2 separate regions of the Xenopus tropicalis genome follow, and region 2 is linked to region 1. A link is a contact called in public Hi-C data. All regions are on one chromosome and are shown on one strand. The core of a region is the stretch at or near the end of the contact, and the rest is flanking DNA. Distances in the headings are between cores, read along the strand shown. Region 1 has its middle 16 kb from the start of lctl. Region 2 overlaps smad6 (mothers against decapentaplegic homolog 6).

Region 1 (3,084 bases), core at 242-2,741:
AGTGAATTATTAGCTCCCACATGGGGCTCGTTGACAGCTCTGACTGTTGCAGATTAGTTGTGTCTCTGTGCTGAGTGGATGAAGGTTTGATGTGTGATTGGCAGCCAGCACTAAAGGGGTGTATATGGAATTATTACTAACATGGAAGAGATAAGGATTTCACAGGTTATGTAATGGCCATTATTGCAGAACTTTGTAGGGTTGTAATGTATTATGAGGGACATTTCTAGGATGGCAGTAACCCTCATACAGCCCCACCTTAGCCTAGCACTTACGTTGGCTTTGATTGCATAAAAACCCAGTGTAATTGCCAAACAGAGCCTTCTGTAGGCTACCAGTCAACATAGGGGCTACCAAATAGCCAACTTAAGTTCTTATTGGCACACCCAGGAACTTTTTTAATGCTTGTGTTGCTCTCCAAACTTTTTCCATTTGAATGTGGCTCACGGGTATAAAAGGTTGGGGATCCCTGTATGGTGACCTTTAGGCTAATGTCAGACCAGGCGTATGGCGTATATTTTCGGCAAACCGAAAATACCGCCAAACGCCCCTTGCCTGTGCCTGCACCCGAATGAATGGAATATGCTGGGGTGCAGGCACATGTAGCCGATATCCGCATACAAAAGCAATTTTGGCATCAAAGGTCAGTTTTAGGGTAATGCAGGGCCAGAACTAAGAGTAGGCAAAAAGGCACATACCTAGGGTGCAACAGAGGGTGGTTAATGGGTTACTGCACCTGGGCAAACTTAGTGACTTCTTTTATATACCCCCATAAGTGTTTTGGAAGCAGGAGAAAATCAACCCAACCTTAAAAATGAATTGGAATCACCATCAAGTGCCAGGTCCTGTTAAGTGACAGGTGCATATCTTGATGTGCTGCTTCTGCCACTTGACCTGGGGCTTGGTAGTGATTCCTATTCAGTTTGAATGGGGGGCTTATTATGAGTGTTTCCCCCCTCCCTCCTACGGAGCTATAAAACACACACCCAATGGCCCTGTCTGCCATTACTAGCCAGATACCTGCCAGGTGACAACCATACTTGCATAGGTTAATATTAACTGCCAGAGAACTGGTCACAATGTAAAACCCAGTATGGTACATAACATTGTAAAGGTTTATCTGGAAGTATAAACTGTTACATCCATGTTTTATACACACACCATATAAATGTCACACACACATAACATATATCTTTAACCTTGCTGTGAGGTAAAAGAAAAGAAACTCCATCTGAAGGTTGGACTTTTGCCACAAACAGGGGTTTTAAGCAAGAAGTCTGAAAACTACTGGGAAGTTTGAAGTTAGAGTGGTGTGGTTGTGTATGGGTTAATCATCAGCAGTGTAGGGATTAGGCAAGTTGGCCAAGTCAGCAGCATTGGACATCTTCGGCAGGGAAGGGGTTACGGAGCCTGGCGCCCGGTTGCCCTCTCCAGCGGGACAGAGGAATTCCCGAGACTTGGAGTTATCAGTGTGTGGGAGTAGCCTGGAGACATGTTCCAGAGATAAGAAACATTAGCCCCTCACCCCCTCCCCTCGTGTGGGAAAGGAGCCAGCGCTGGATACCGACCCTACCCCCTCATGTCAACAAAGACTTGTCACTTCCCTCAGATTTGGGGGCAGGCTCAGGGATTTCAAAGAAACATTGTTATTAGTAATTATTAATGCCTGATGCTGATATTCACATTAGCTCAAACTTGATGAATGAAAATTGATCCTCAGATCCCATACCATTCAGTCCTAGAGGGTGAAAATATAAATAACATATTATTGCCCTCACTCTAAAGGTGGCAATACACGGCAGATTTTAGCTGCCGCTTTGGGTCCTGCCACGGAGAGCCGGTGGAAAGCCTTTTAGGAGACATCTATTGCGGACAACTTAACCGATTCATGGGTTCTTACCCAAAACGTGGCCATTCACTGGCAGATTTCAGCTGTTGATTCAGCCACAGGCCTCCCCGGCCATCATCTGCCCAAAAAATTAGCCAGATGTGCATCGGGGAGGATAGATTTTTTTCTGCTGGATCAAGGACCACATTGCATTCCTCTCTCCAACTTTTTGTATCCACTTCGATGTTCGGCATCCAATGTGGGCTTCTTGGGGGAAAGATTTACTTGTTTGGTGACCCTGCTAAATGAGCGAATCTTACCATTTCTGGCTACCTTTAATACAGTCTGTTTCTTGTTGTCTGACAAGGAAACTGCAGTGCTTTACCGAACAGGAGTATACAAATACAAGACATTTATCTATGTATGTACAATACATCAATGCAAGGATACAATTATATATTGTTATGAGACAATAGAGGGAGGGAACTTACAATCTAAAAGTTGAAAGATGTACTACAATCTGATTAACTGAATAGATTCTGACCATTACTGCAGATGCCAGCTGTGTGTGAATTGCCCTGCACAAAAGGGTGGCTAAAGCTAATGGCACACTGGGCAGTTTGCAAACTAATTGCAAAGCTCCCTGGCTGAAGCATACAAAGCAGTTCCACAACCTGTGTAATAATACTCATCCTGCATGTGTCCTTTGTTTATATGGTCATGGAGTTCCTTGGTGGTTGAAATTTTACAATATGCCCTACGTAAATTATCTATTAATTTATGGGGAATACATTTTTGTGTGCAAAACTGTATGTGAGCCCTAAACAAGTACTGAATATGTGCATGCATAATAAAAATCTATGTGCAACATGCAATTTGTTGTGTGTGCTGGTGTCAGAACCTATGCCCAAATGCAAGCATGCACAACTTAATGGTAACATGCAAAGCCGGGCAAGAGGTACTGGTTCCCAAGGCAAGTACCACTTGATCCTCTCCCTGCTCCCAGTTGCCACATTCCTTACTTGATTGCCTGACATTCATTCTTCTTAACAGGACCCCCTTCTGCAATCCCCTTGCCATCCCTCTCCCTCTGCTCATTTATCCAGGGCCATAATTAGGTGTAGGCAAAAGAGGCATGTGCCTTGGGAGCAATGGTAGAGGTGGGCGCTAGGCACTTACCTCTCTGTCCACCTACCCCTAGTTCGGCCCCTTGTATAACAAAGCCAGCCAAGTGAGGGTAGTGGGGGATTATCGCA
Region 2 (3,084 bases), core at 336-2,835, 46 kb after region 1:
TAGAGAAATGTTGGCCTTGTAAGTCAAAAGGCTCCAATTACAGTATATGGTTTGCAGTTATTCATGTTTCCACTGTAATTACCCGCAGTCCCTGAATCCTATGTCTGCCTTTGTACAAGAGGCTGTAATCTTCCTTGCTTTGCAGCCGTAGAGCCCTAAGGCAATGGTACACGTGGCATTTTCTAGACACTGCACCCCACCTCAGGATAAATGCAAGAAATTGTCTTAGATCAGATTCTAGGTAATGGCTAGGGTTGTGTTTGTGGCACTCGCAAGCAAACTTCATTGCAAAATAGCCCTCTTATTCTGGCTCTTTTGTGTCACATGATCTCTGATCCTCTTAATTACATTTCTGTTTTAATTCTCGGGCTATAGGACCCATTGTACGGCATTGCCTTTAATCTGGGGCCCATGTGAGCAACTAGATCATCCCCAGTTGTTCTGTATAATGTCACAGTAAGGAGCTAGGAGTAATGTCAGTAAGGAGCTAGCTATGTCAGGGTCACCCTCTATGCCAGTATTGCAGGATTCTAAAGTTCTAGAATACTAGTTTTAGCACCCGTATACAAGCTGCCTTTCTCTGATTATCTGCCCATTTCTAGCGCATATTTCTAGCGCTGGTGAAATTCTCTCATGTTGCCTCTGCCTTAAGGTTTACACCCTTGTCATCGGCATGGCCTCATCTGTACATTCCTGCCCCTTCTCTCTCTTCCCCACAATAATTACAGCTCCATCTCCCTCTGCTCCTAGATTTCCTTTCAGATGAGCACTTCTCTCAGCTGGGGCCATTCAGGGAGATATGGGAGCAATGCAGAAAGGAGTCAGCCTTTCCACACTGCCTGGCCTGTGTTTGGGATGTTTATTTGAGGGCAGGGAGACCTCAGCCAAACATCCTGCTTTTATCCTACTTCTAAACCAAAGCTCTGCTAAGCCCAGACCGCAGGATCCTGACCCAGCAAGGAGGGGAATCTCTGTGTATACTGGGCTGAAATAATATCATTGAAGTTGATCAGTCAGGGGAAGAACTCCTAAATCCTCCCCCTTTTATATGCCTTTAGCAGCAGGAATTTGCTCTCTGCTTCTTTCAGTACAGTCTGTGTCTAGATTTTCCCTTATCCTTATTTACACAGTTAGGAGACACTATTAAGCCTAATAAATGTTTACCTTGAGCTTTTATCAAATGCATCAATAAACTGGCATATAAGGGTTAGTATCAGAATAGATTTGCTATAGAGGGAATATTTGTTAGGCATTATTGCTAATGCAGTCATGTACAGAATTTTATATATAGTCAGTCATCTATACATTTATAGTCTGACTGTGGCATGAGTGTTTTTCCTTTGGGAGCATATAAATACGTTGTTTCCCCCTTTTAAATGGTCTATATTATGTACAGTTGGGTACTGTTTATTTTTTTTTTTGGGGTTTGGGCTGCTGTTTTGTCTCTGGATTGTGATATAAAGGAATACACAGGAGGCACAAGCGCCTTCCCATGGAAGTGTCACAGTGGTACATTGCCCAGACCAGTGTTTTCTCCTCTGCTCTAACTCAGTCTGATGACTGACACGTTCATGGTTAGGCACTTTTACCCCCTTGTTTGTTAGTTTAGATTACATCCCAGGAATTCAGATTCTTAAGCAGTGGGCTGAGCTAGAACACTTTGATGGCAAAGTAAAGGGGGGGAGGCAGGAAGTCTTAAACACTTAATAATGCAAAAAGAGTCATTTGGAAAAGCTGGAAAAAGTAAAGTTCAGCAGTAAACGACTTCATCAACAAAAAATGTAGGAGTTTGTTCTTCTTAAGCACAGCTTTCTCCTCAACTTAGGGGTTTGTTCTCCTTTACTTATGTAAAGCTTCTTTCTTGATTTACATAGGGCAGCATCATGTCTCTACAATTGTTCCTCAAATCATGGGGATGAGGGATTATTGTGAAGTGCTCACACTGCTGTGTGAATGCAGAAGTCAACACTACTGTGTATCAGAAGTAGAGAATATATGGTAGTGTTCTGTGTCTCTTTATCCAGTGTAAAGTGGTACAACAATATACGTGAGACTACATTTTGGTATAGCAAATTATTTGTATTAGTGGCAAACCCCAGAAGCCGAAGGAGTTCTGAATGATAGATCTGCTGTATAAAAGCATCACTTTTTTTGCTTAAGAATGTCAGAACACCTAAAAAAATATTTCTGGTTAATTCTCTCCCAGGCCCTCCAGTTCAGGTTTCTTGCAAGGAGATTATAACACAATGAGTGCTACTGGAGTTTTATAAGAGAAGTTCTATGGGCAGCCTGACAGAGGCAGCTTAGGCAAGACCATTGATATTAGTAGCAGTGATCATACAAATATTTAGCAAGTAAACGTGTACCTTATGCATTGGGCTTACTGTATCAGCCACAGGCAACCCCATACCTGTGAGAGGAAGGACCAATTATTCCAAAGTTTTTTTTAATCCTGTTGTCTTCCCTAACGATGTTCTAACTGTGCATACTCATACCTGCTCTGATTGTGCTACATTTGATAGCAAAGCAATCCTTTTGGGTTTAATTAATGAAATTATTTTCAACAGGCTTAGGGCTCTGGTACACGGGGAGATTAGTCGCCCGCAACAAATCTCCCTTGTTGCGGGCGACTAATCTCCCCAATATGACATCCCACCGGCGCGTATGCCATCCCACTGGTGACTTACATTTTCGCCGGTGGGATGTCAGATCGGGGAGATTAGTCGGCCGCAACAAGGGAGATTTGTCGCGGGCGACTAATCTCCCCATGTACCTGAGCCCTCTAGGTATGGAGATCCAAATTATGGGAAGATCTGGGAAACCCCAGGTCCCAAGCATTAAAGATAATAGATCCTATACCTGTATAATTTTCTAGCCACTAAGCTTCTCTGGTCTTTGGAGGAGCAGGCAGGTTGCCTGAAACAGGATAATAACTCTTATTCATACAAACATATTATTAAACATTTAAAGAAAATGAATGCAAACTCCACTGAGTAATGAGTTTGTGCTGTGTGAATATCATGCCATAATTGGTCAGTATAGTGGGTCTTTAATAACTTCAGTTTGTTGCAAAAAACAAGAGCA

What was found. A called contact is a pair of places that touch in the nucleus more often than the background predicts.
Region 2: a contact with region 1 is called in a Hi-C map of gastrula embryo, with 2.3 times the contacts expected there. The contact joins two enhancer-like sites. A contact is called at or near these places in 5 of 5 Hi-C or Micro-C datasets (brain, gastrula embryo, liver and 2 more).

The regions. Positions count from the first base shown.
Region 1 is chr3:117,244,005-117,247,088 of UCB_Xtro_10.0, forward strand. No RefSeq gene overlaps it. Among named protein-coding and RNA genes, the nearest start is that of lctl, 16 kb to the left of the region's middle. Within about 2 kb of position 1,492, at least 4 of the 11 cell types and tissues checked have an H3K27ac peak or open chromatin away from gene starts, as enhancers often do. A contact at or near this core is called in gastrula embryo, where this site is marked.
Region 2 is chr3:117,289,791-117,292,874 of UCB_Xtro_10.0, forward strand. All of the region lies in intron 2 of smad6 (mothers against decapentaplegic homolog 6), which reads left to right. Among named protein-coding and RNA genes, the nearest start is that of smad6, 28 kb to the left of the region's middle. Within about 2 kb of position 1,586, at least 5 of the 11 cell types and tissues checked have an H3K27ac peak or open chromatin away from gene starts, as enhancers often do. A contact at or near this core is called in gastrula embryo, where this site is marked.